Linked DNA regions of Mus musculus: all the other regions are linked to region 3. A link is a contact called in public HiCAR-type and HiChIP or PLAC-seq data. All regions are on one chromosome and are shown on one strand. Each heading gives the region's core, a stretch centred on a gene start, on an enhancer-like site or on the middle of the called end of the contact. The rest is flanking DNA. Distances are from core to core; before and after follow the strand shown. Region 1 holds the start of Rmnd5b (required for meiotic nuclear division 5 homolog B). Region 2 holds the start of Ltc4s (leukotriene C4 synthase). Region 3 holds the start of Zfp354b (zinc finger protein 354B).

What was found. HiCAR-type assays count read pairs that join an accessible place to other places. HiChIP or PLAC-seq counts read pairs in DNA pulled down with a chosen protein or histone mark.
Region 1: a contact with region 3 is called in an H3K4me3 HiChIP or PLAC-seq map of stem cell-derived neural progenitor cells, with 3 times the contacts expected there. The contact joins the promoter of Rmnd5b here to the promoter of Zfp354b in region 3. A contact is called at or near these places in 2 of 39 promoter capture datasets (cranial neural crest and hippocampal neurons) and 1 of 115 datasets of contacts at active chromatin or transcription factors (stem cell-derived neural progenitor cells).
Region 2: a contact with region 3 is called in a HiCAR-type map of astrocytes, with 2.4 times the contacts expected there. The contact joins the promoter of Ltc4s here to the promoter of Zfp354b in region 3. A contact is called at or near these places in 1 of 39 promoter capture datasets (cranial neural crest) and 1 of 115 datasets of contacts at active chromatin or transcription factors (astrocytes).

What each region holds. Positions count from the first base shown.
Region 1 is chr11:51,634,339-51,637,815 of GRCm38.p6, forward strand. Rmnd5b (required for meiotic nuclear division 5 homolog B) reads right to left here and starts at 1,558. Exons shown (of 10, transcript NM_025346.1): 1 at 1,252-1,558.
Region 2 is chr11:50,236,246-50,239,786 of GRCm38.p6, forward strand. Ltc4s (leukotriene C4 synthase) reads right to left here and starts at 2,287. Exons shown (of 5, transcript NM_008521.2): 1 at 2,133-2,287; 2 at 1,096-1,195; 3 at 949-1,019; 4 at 772-853; 5 at 216-467. The coding sequence starts at 2,190. The coding sequence ends at 326.
Region 3 is chr11:50,929,365-50,932,982 of GRCm38.p6, forward strand. Zfp354b (zinc finger protein 354B) reads right to left here and starts at 2,271. Exons shown (of 5, transcript NM_013744.3): 1 at 2,141-2,271; 2 at 1,537-1,621; 3 at 13-139. The coding sequence starts at 1,569.

The DNA.
Region 1 (3,477 bases), core at 308-2,807, 700 kb after region 3:
CTTCAGATGTGTCTCAACTGGACTAGCAGCTAAACAAAGCCTGGAGACTGGTCTTGTCCCCTCCCTCCCTGCAGGACCTAGCCCATCACGGGGCTGAGTAGGCCTAACTGATTAAACAATACCTCCATTTCCTAGCCTTTGGCTAAGAAGGCCTGAATCAAAAGCTTCCAGTGGATAGAAAGAGATATGAAGGAAATGTTAAAACTTCACACTAGAGGGGCTGGAGAGATGGCTCGGTGTTTAAGGAGGACTTGCTGCTCTTGCAAATAGCCCAGATTCTGTTCTCAGCACCCACATGGCAGTCACAACTTCCTGTAAGTCCAGTTCTAGAGACCCTGAAGCCCTCTTCATCCACTGCATCTCGTGGTGCACAGACACACATGAAGGCAAAAGGTCCCCATACACCTAGAAATAAGAAGTTTAAAAAAAATATCTGTTGGGTGTGGTGACTCACACCTTTAATCCCAGAACTAAGGATGCAGAGGCAGGCAGATCTGTCTGACTTCAGACTGGCCTGGTCTACACAGTGAATTCCAAGACAGCCAAGGCTATGTAGAGAAATGCTGTCGTCATCGTCGTTGTCATCATCGTCATCATTATAAAAGAAAATAAATAAATCTGAGGTTGGGTATGGTGGTGCAGGACTTTAACCCACCCCACCCCCCAACACATGGGAGGCAGAAGCAGATGCATCTTTGTGAGTTCAAGGCCAGCCTGGTCTACTTAGAAAGCTCCAGGGCAGCCTAGGCTATAAGAGACCCTGTCTCAAAGACAACAAACAAACAAACAAAAGAAAAACAAAAGTTCTATCCAAACAAACTCCCTGGTGATGCTCACTCCAATGACTCTCCCCATCACTTGCCACACTCTACCACCACCAGCCTTTCTGTTCCAGGGTACATCCAGTTTATTTCTGCCTCTATCCTCTTCTCGGAACACTCTCTCACATCTTCCCATGGCTGGCTCCTTATCTAGGTCTCCACACACGTGTCATCTTTTCAAACCACAGTATCGAATGCCCTGTATTTTACACTCAAACAAATCATATCCCTACAAATACTAGAAAGTTTCACATTGTCACTTCTTCACCTAAAACTGAAAGGACAGGAAAGCCCACCATTTACCCTAGGGGCATGCCACGACCCCGACTTGACCCGCATAGTAGTGCAAAGACTGACAAACTCCTACTTATCCTCCCAGAGACCCTCCTGCAGTGCCCTGCCGGAACCCCGCCACCCACTGGCTGCTTACCTCTGACTCAGTCAGGTGCACTAGGACGGGACGTCGGAGTCCGGGCGACTCCACCAGCCCTTGGAGGGTGTGGCCGACGACTGCTCCAGGCTTTGGTCGGGGCGCCCCGCACCCCGGGACCGGGAGCCGGCAGGCTGTCACCTAGTCTTGCAGCTCAGCCCGCTTCCGGCGCCGCTGTCATCGGAACCGGAAGGCGCGGCGGTTGCCTCTCGGGTGGGTCCGGGCTCGCCCATGCGTGGTGTCGCGGAGCGTGGGGAGACAGTGTGTCTCGCCCGCGGCTTTGCAAGGAATGCCGAATGAATCGTTCGCCGGAGCCAGGCAACAGTTAGCGCCTGCGCAGTGCCGGGACGCCTGGCCTCTGCGATCCGGAGCAAACCTGGGTTTCCGCGCGTCAGAACCACCGACGGGTTGTCACGAGTTTCTACCGGAAGTATTAGCTGGCGCACCTGCCTAATCCGGGCCCCCAACCACAGTAAACTAGGTCTTAAATGTCCAGGCTGGGATAGGGGACACGGAGGCAGGACGAGCGCCGGGAGTTCCAGGCCAGTCTAGACTACAAAGCGACACTCTGGCTCAGAAAATAAACAAAGCTGGGTATTGTGGTACCCGCCTATAATCTTATAATTATAAGAAGATCAGAGATCCAGGGATACAAAGTGAGTTAGGCCAGCCTGAGCTACGACAGAGAGAGGGGGAGGACAGGGGGAGGGTTAAAGTACACGCAGGTCCCTTGGTCCACCCCCAGCACCCGAAAAATGAACATTTTAAGAGACCATTACATGTATGTGGTCCAGTGATTAAGTATTTCCTGCGATGCATTTTGAACTAGCAAATAATGTTAAAGGAAGAGTCTGAGGTAACAGGGAAAGTGCTTGCAAAACAAGTGTGAGGGGCTGAGTTGAGATCCCAGGTACTGTTAGAAAGCTGGCTCGCACCTACTGGCGCGGGCCTGTAATTGCAGGAGTGGGGTTAGCAGAGACTTAAGGATTCTTGTGTTTGCCTGCCAGCTAATGTAGCTAAAAAGCAGAGCTCTAGGATCAAGAGAATAAAGTGGAGAGTGTTGGAGCGAGACTCCCCAAATCCTTCTCTGGCCCTCACACACTTGTACAGGCAAGCACACCCACGTTCACATCACACACACACAATTTTTAAGAGTTCGGTTTTTGTTCTTACGGGCTCACCTAACCCTATGCATCCATAGCCCCCAGCCCAGCTGCTCTCTGTAAATAGCCCCTCTTTAGGGGCAAAATGAAATAGGGGTTGTATACATGCCCTAACTAAAAAGAATGAAGGAGCCGGGTGTAATGGCACACACTTTTAATTCCAGCACTGCGGAGGCAAAGGCAGGCAGATCTGAGTTTGAGACCAGGAAAAAAAAAAAAAAAAAGAAAAGAAAAGAAGAAAGAACCGGGCAGTGGTGGCACATGCCTGTAATCCTAGCACTTGGGAGGCAGAGACAGGCGGATTTTTTAGTTCGAGGCCAGCCTGGTCTACAGAGTGAATTCCAGGACAGCCAGGACTGCACAGAGAAACCCTGTCGAAAGAAAGAAAGAAAGAAAGAAAGAAAGAAAGAAAGAAAGAAAGAAAGAAAGAGAAAGAAAGAGAGAAAGAAAGAGAGAAAGAAAGAGAGAGAATCTTTTGAGAAAGGGTCTTTGATACCTACCCAGGACTGGCCTTGAACTCCTTACATCACGAAGGACCTCTTTCTACCTTCTGTGTACTGAGATTACAGGTGTGTGCACCATCACCTGGGGTCCTCCAGCAACTCATGCACTCCCCTCTCCCCGCCCCCGTTTTTTTCCTTTCTTTTTCTGGCTTTTCAAGACAGGATTTCTCTGTGTAGCCCTGGCTGTCCTGCAACTCACTCTGTAGACCAGGCTGGCCTCGAATTCAGAAATCTGCCTGCCTCTGCCTCCCAAGTGCTGGGATTAAAGGCGTGCGCCACCACGCCAGCTAGGCAGGGTTTTTTGTTTGTTTGTTTGTTTGTTTGTTTTTTGTTTTTATGAGTACACTGTTGATGTCTTCAGACACACCAGAAGAGGGCATCAGATCCCATTACAGATGGTTGTGAGCCACCATGTGGTTGCTGGAAATTGAACTCAGGACCTCTGGAAGAACAGTTGGTGCTCTTAACCGCTGAGCCACCTCTCCAGCCCCCAGCTTCTTTTTTACTGCAGGTTTTCCTACAGCCATTACATGCTCCTCTTTCCGCCTCCTCCACCTTGC
Region 2 (3,541 bases), core at 1,037-3,536, 690 kb before region 3:
TACAGAAAGGTGGGTGAGGGGTGGCTATCTCTGGAAAGAAATGTCAAGGCAGAGGTAGCTGCGCAGGCAAGGTGTTGTCTAGAAGACAGTACAGTGATAAGAACGAATCCAAGCCTGCCTATGCTGGCCTATCCAAGCCTCCCAAAGCCTGGCTGCATCTGTCTGGGGTTTGGGCTCTCCAAGCTGCGGTAAGCGACCCTCTCAGACCCAGAGAATGCAGACGGAACCGTCGTGGGAACTTTAATTAAAAACTGGGATTCGGGGGCGGGCACCCCAGCGTTTTGTTCGAAGATCTCCAGTTCTGCTGATTCGGAGGGCCTTCGCCTCAGGCCATCGGCAGGAGCATCTGGAGCCATCTGAAGAGCGCAGTCCGTAGCGTGCCGGGGAGGAAGTGGACTAGCAAGCCCAGTGCAGCCATCGCCACCAGCAGCCAGAGTGCGCGCGCGCTCGCGTATAGGGGAGTCAGCCTGCGGGTGGCGCTCAGCGGGAGCGGAGCCAAGCCCCCCCCGCCTCCACACAAGGCCCCGCCCCCTCCATGCTAGGACTGCCCCCAGGCCTAGGCCCTCCCCCTCCAGACTAGGCCTGCCCCGCAGGCTCAAGCCCCTCCCACTCCGGGCTACACCGGCTCGCTAGGGCTAGGTCCGCCCACCCGCTGTCCCCAGATCTCTTTCCATGGGTCCCCTGTGGCCGATCGCCGCCTCCCACCCTTTGAGCGGCGTTGGGGAGCGACCCTCCCCTGCAGTGCTTTCCCGGAAGTCCGGCCAGAGTTACCTGAGTTGCGCTGAGCGCGCGTATCCCTGGAAATAGCGGAGGCGCGCGAACAGGTAGAACAGTCCGCACAGGGCTGCGGCTCCTGCGAGAGTCGATGCAAGGCGACGCGGTGAGCACGAGCTCCCGCCATCCGGGATCACCCCCACCCCCGAAGTGTGCCCCCACGCTGCCCCGCACCTTCGTGGAAGAAGATGCCGGCGACCCAGAGTGTGGCGAGGAACAGCGGAAAGTACTCGCTGCAGTTTACCCTGCGAGGGGTAGGCTGGGTGAGCGCGTGGTTCACCTTGGCTGACACCCGAACCCGCCCGGACCCGCCGCGCTCACTGGGCTCGGAAGACGCGCTCGAACTCGGGAGGGCCAGAGGTGAGCGGCGGCGACACGTGGAAAGCCCTTCGTGCAGAGATCACCTGTAGGGAGAAGTAGGCTGCGGCCGTGGGGGTGTGGGAGTCAGGTGTGGTGCTCCGCAGATCTGGAGCGGGATCCGTCCCTTAGTTCCCCTCTCCTTGCCTCTCACTGAGCGACTCTCTTCTAATGCCCTTCTCCCACCTGCCCCATCAGTGGTGTTCAATGGAGAGGCCCTGTAGGCCTGAGGGTTGATTGACTAGGGTGATGCGCGGCTGAAACACCTGCCGGTGGGAGGAACCTTAGAAGACTTTACTCCTGAACGATTTGACTTGCAAAGCACAGGCAAATGCCTACCTCCCGTTCTGCAGGTCTGGACCCCCTGCGTAGGCAATGGACCAGGGCAAAATTGGCTGTATTCTTTAAGGAACAAGGAAGCACACGTTCTGTGGCTAAGGGACCCTGGTTTCCCCTCTACAGAATCAGCCAGAAGGGACTCTGCCACAAGCCAGAGTCAGTCTAGCTTGGGTCTCAGTACCACCACACAATAGCATAAATTCTTGTCTCAGTTTCTGTTTAGACATCATGGACCCAGCCTTAAATCTGGCAGATACTGTGCTCCAGATGCGTGGAGTTGGGACTCTCCCAACCTAAGCCCATAGCTATTCCACTAGTCACTGTATTGCACTCCCAAACAGATACCAGCTCCCACCACAAGGCAGGCACCTCAAGTGGCCCCTCAGCAGGGTGGCCATCCTTCACCTGGTCCTCCCCTGTAGACACTCCTTAGAGAGTGTCTATACCTGCTCCAGGGAAGTGGGGACTTCTCAGCTGGAACTTTGGCCCTCCAACAGTTCTTGAATTGCTTGGACCTTGGTACCAGGAGGCTAGCCTAGAAGCCTCCTGTCCTTCTCCTGAGCCTGGGCCTGCCAGCACCCCAATTCCCTACCCCAGGAGCCTGAAGAGAGCAGACTACAGGATGTAAGATCCACCCACCTCCCAGACAGGAGCCAGCCCACCTTGCAACAGAACTCCCACGAGGGTGACGGTAGCCAGAAGAGCCACTTCGTCCTTCATGTTGCCAGCCACAGGCAGAATTAGCTTTGGTGTTCTTCTTATCGCCCAGTGTGCTACTCAGACGCTGGCCCAGGAGAGGAAGAGCCTCGGCGCTCTCCACCCCTTTGCAGTAGAGGCGGGGAGGGGTGGGGATATGACTGTATCCACAAAGGCAGGGAGCCTGGCCAGGCTGGGAAGGTAGAAACCAGTGCTGTGGACAGCTTGACCACTTCCTTCCAGTTGTTCCTGGCCTTTCCGTGCTTAGTCCTGTGGTGGCGGAACTCATGCTGCTCACCCAGGCTCCCTCTGACTGCTCACCCATGCCCCCTCTAGCCTTGTGTGTTTCCAGCTACCATATCATCTAGACCCTGCATCCTTGGTAGTTTCCCACTGGCCTTTCAGACTTCCCCTTCATCCAGGGTTTACCCTAGGCTCTGGGCTCCTGGACTCCCACCCCTGACTTCCCCTACCCCAGTGATGACTGGGTCTGTATTCCCATCCAGGGCTACTCTGTAATGTCTAGTGCTGACACACCCTTCCCAACTCCCTATGGCTTCATAATGTCCAGGTGTCCCCAGCCACAATGGACCTACCCATGTTCTTCTTCCTCCTTGGCATCCTGAGGCCCATCCCCCTCAGAGCCCCAAAGGCTCATGAATGATATTTTTTATCCTTGGTTATGGGGAAATACTTGTCTCTAGGCTGGTGTATTTGCCCAGCATCCTACTTGGCTCCAGGCACTGACCCTTCCCTTCCTTAGCCTAGTCCTTTCCACACCAGACAAAGCTGACAACTCCCCACCACTGCCACACTTGTGGTGTAGTCATGTGTGCCGATGTTGACAGAAGAGAGACCCAGTTCTGGAAACTTCCATTAGCAGTCTGGGAAAGGAAGCTTAAGAGTACAGAAGCTGAGAAACTCTTGTTGTCGAGCCCTGGGGGCCACCTTGTGTGGTGTGTGCTCCTGGACTGTTCTTCCTTGTGAAATAGCCACTTCTCTTTTCCGATGAAGCTGGTTTGAGGTAGATTTGGTCAGCAGTGGCAAAATCCAGATCCATCTGGAAGAGTGGACGGAGCCATAGGTGAAGGGCGTGAACCAGCACAGGACAGGAGAGGAGCGTGTACTGGGGAACTAACAGGTCCTAGGCCACACTCCTGTCCCTGCAGCCAGCTTGGCCATATCATGGGTGTCATAAGACAGGGTCACCCTTGGGAGCTTCTGCTTCCCCACAGCCAGCCTCCGTCCTCGTTGCCTGAGGCCTTGGTCCCTGTGGACTCCCCAGAACCCCTTCGGTCTCTTTGTTCATTATTGCCCTCAGAAGATCTGAGGCCTACCTGCTGGGGCTCTGCAGGTTTCTCAAGATCACAGTTGG
Region 3 (3,618 bases), core at 1,021-3,520:
GCACTCTCTTACCCAGCGAGGCCAGGTTGCTGTAGTTCTCCAGCATCACCTCACGGTACAGGCTTCTCTGAGAGGGAACCAGCTTCTTCCACTCATCCCGGGTAAAGAGCACGGCCACGTCTTCAAACGTCACCGACACCTGTGAGGGAAAGCCGTTCCATCTCAGCAGCCTCATACAGCACGAGGGAGGTGACAGTGTGGAAGGTGGACAGGCCATCGTGAAATGATGTCACTGAGGGTTCTGAAGAGGCTAGGTCATCTACCATTTAGTCATCAATTCAACCGGTGACAGACACGCAAACAACAGCAGTGAGTCAGATCCTGGCTTTCTGTACAGGGATTATGGCCAATAGCGCAAGTACATCATGGTAATTAGAAGTTCTTCTGGCAAAAGGTCTCTTGGGTTCTTGGTTTTTGAGACAATCTATGAAGCTCTGAGTGGCCTGGAACTTGGTATGGTGGACCAGACTAGCCCCAACCTCACAGAGATCTACCTGCCTCTGCCTCCCTGGTACTGGGATTAAAACCCTGCACCACCATGTCCAGCAAGATTCCTTACTCTGCGTTTTCACATGCATGCAGTGCCTGTAGGAAAAATAACTTACTATGGAGAGAATACAAACGATAATCTTTGCCTTAAAGACTTTCCGATCTAATCAGCACACAGGCATGTGTAGAAATCATTTCAACAATGTAAAAAAAAAAAAAAAAAAAAAAGCTGTGTAGCTGGTCTGGTAAGACCCACACACCATCTCCTGCTTCGGTCCTCACTCCAGAACAAGAATCCTACAAGGGGATGCTGTTATTTTTATTTTATTGGTAAGGGAACTGAGACACAGAAGTTAGACTTACTGATTTAAGGCCCACAGATGGTAACAGAGGGGGTAGGGTAAAAATCAACGGTCTTGAGCCTCCCACTGTGCTTTCTAATTTTCTGTCAAATATCCCAGGAAACCCTCTTCATGGCTTCTTGATAAGTCGTCTCCTTGCTCTCAGAGTGAGGCTCCTGACACTGTGTCCCCTGCAGTATGGCTTTCCCCTGTCCACGCAGCAGCTCACCTCGATGGGGGCAGCTCTATATTCCCGCTCCTCCAAATGGCAGGTCAAGAGTAGTTGTTTTCACAAGAATGGTACAATCCAAACCTAGGATCTACAGAGTATAGGAGGGGAACCACGGGATGGAGGAGCGCCGCAAGCATTCTTAAGGGCAAAAAGAAATAGATGGGCAATCCAGGTGAGGGCTGAGAAAAATAAACATGAGGGAAGCAGACCAGAAAGGACTTCCGCCAGCTGTGTCCCTAGTGATAACGGACATCTGCATGTCGCTGTCAATGTAGTAAGCACAACAGACCGGGATCAGCTAACAGCAACGCAATATACTGTGAGCGAGCGTGCAGTGTGCTTCCTAGACAACCAGCTCCTCCAAGAGCACCAAGTCCTGGTGAAGGGTCTACTGGGCGGAGAGCCTCAGTCTGGAAGGAAAACCAAAACCATATAAAATACTCCTGCCATGAACTGAGACGGCAATGCGCTCACCTGAGACTTCCCTTCCCTTTGCTCTGGAGCCATGCTCACTTTCTGGGCTTTTCTCAAAGATGGGTACAGTGTCCAAAAATGCGATCTGAGGGAAGAAGAAAGAAAGATTGCTTCGCACCCCTCAGAAGCCGCATCTCCGAATGCGTTCCACCAGCTGAGCCTGGCGCTTCTGCTTCCAGAACGGAAAGCGGGAGCTGGGGGCGGGCGGCAGAGAATTGACAGGTCACCACTCTTCTGGTCTCTAGATTTTCAGAAACAAGACTCAGGCGACACTGGACTCCATGTCACCGAGGAGACTCACTATGCCTCCGCGAGTCAGGCATCACCCTATGCTGTTCACCCCAGCTCAGTTGGCAGTGCCAACCCCCTTCAGATCAGAGTGCACTGAGGCCAGAGTGCAGCCACAGTGGGAACACAAACGTTTTTCACCCGTTTAGATCTGACCACGGGCCCACTCCACGTGCAGCCCACCCAACTGCTCTGCTGCTGTCAAGGGATCAATTTCCACATCCCCAGAGAAAACTCCAGAAAGGGGACCAGTGACTCATGGCGGCCCACGCTGAAGTCGCCACAGGCCTCCGTGTCCTCCAGCCTGGCCGCTCACCTCCCCCCTGCTCCCGCCACGCCTCATGAAGGCTCGCAGCTGCCACGCTTGGAGACTCAGACTGGGGAGCTAGATCAGGGCAGAGAATCGAGCCACAGACACCCGGCGGCCTGATAGATCTCACAGGGGGCGGGGCTGGAGGGGGGAATAATGAGGATAGCTGATGCAGAGGCCTCTGGGAAATGTAGTTTACCTCGGGACTCAAGGATTCTGGGATATAAAGTTGACCGCTTTGGTGCGCAGCTGCGGTGGAGAGCCCCCCCTCCCCAAACTCCCAAAAGGCCCCGGGTCACTAGCTCTGTGAAGTCTTAGATGTGGTATGCATTTTAATTCCATTTGTGTGGATGGGGTAAGGCCAGCCCACAGCGGCCAGAAACAGACTGGCAGTTACGTATTAACATCATGTTGTAAGCCTTTTGAAATAAATCAAAGAACAAAAGGGACCTCACTTGGTAAGCAGTGGTTTTTAGTAGGATAAAGTGTAGACAGTGAGCTGTGGAAATAATTATATATTGATTTAGACTCAGAGGGTGTTACAGGAAAATGCAAAAGAAAGGCTAGCTGAAACCTGGCACTCTGGGATTTAAAATAAAAATGAATGAATAAATGAATACATGAATGAATGAATGAATGAATGGAAAATGATAGATGAAGACGCCTGATATTAACCTCTGGTCTGAGTACAATGTACAACACACACACACACACACACACACACACACACACACACTCCAAAGCATAGAAAATATGATTGTGGAAGCCATAGTATGCCAGTGTGACACACAATACAGTACATCCCTCTGTCCACATATCTTCATTTGCAAATGTTTGTTGTAATGAGTCATTGATCTGGTTCAAGATCTCTGGCTTCTATGACACCATCAATATTGGACCCTCACTGAGACTCCTCCCAATTATCCTGTTGTCACCCTGTGTGTTAAAGATCCTGTAACAGCTTTGGATCGGCAGGACTGGCCCTTTCATGTGCCCCAACAATTCACACATGATACAGATTTTAGGAAGGGACAACCAGAGCCCTGGATCTGGGCCTGGGTGGCAGCTGAGTTGATGAGCTCAATGGCTGCCCCTTATCTGAATCACCAGGGTAAACTCTCCAGTACTGTTCAGCAAGGCCACCCAATGCCACAGTCAGCAGAAGGCAGAATCACCTCTCCTACTCCCATGCCTTTGGGTCAGCTCACCAGCACCTTTGTCATCAGGGCATCTTCACTGAGTTGCCCAGATGAGCTGTAGGGCCTGCTCTCCAGAGTGCTGCAGTCAGTGACAGGGCAGGACCGGCTCTCCTACTCTCATGCCCTCCAGGTGCTACCTCAGATGGTAAGGGACAGGGTGGGGGAGGGTACCACCACCCCTCCCCCGTCACCCAGGCCATTGCTGAGCCTTATCTCTTACAGGATAAGGTGTTCACAGGGGCCAGAGTTAAAAGGATACAATGAAAAAGGGAGGAACAGAGGCAA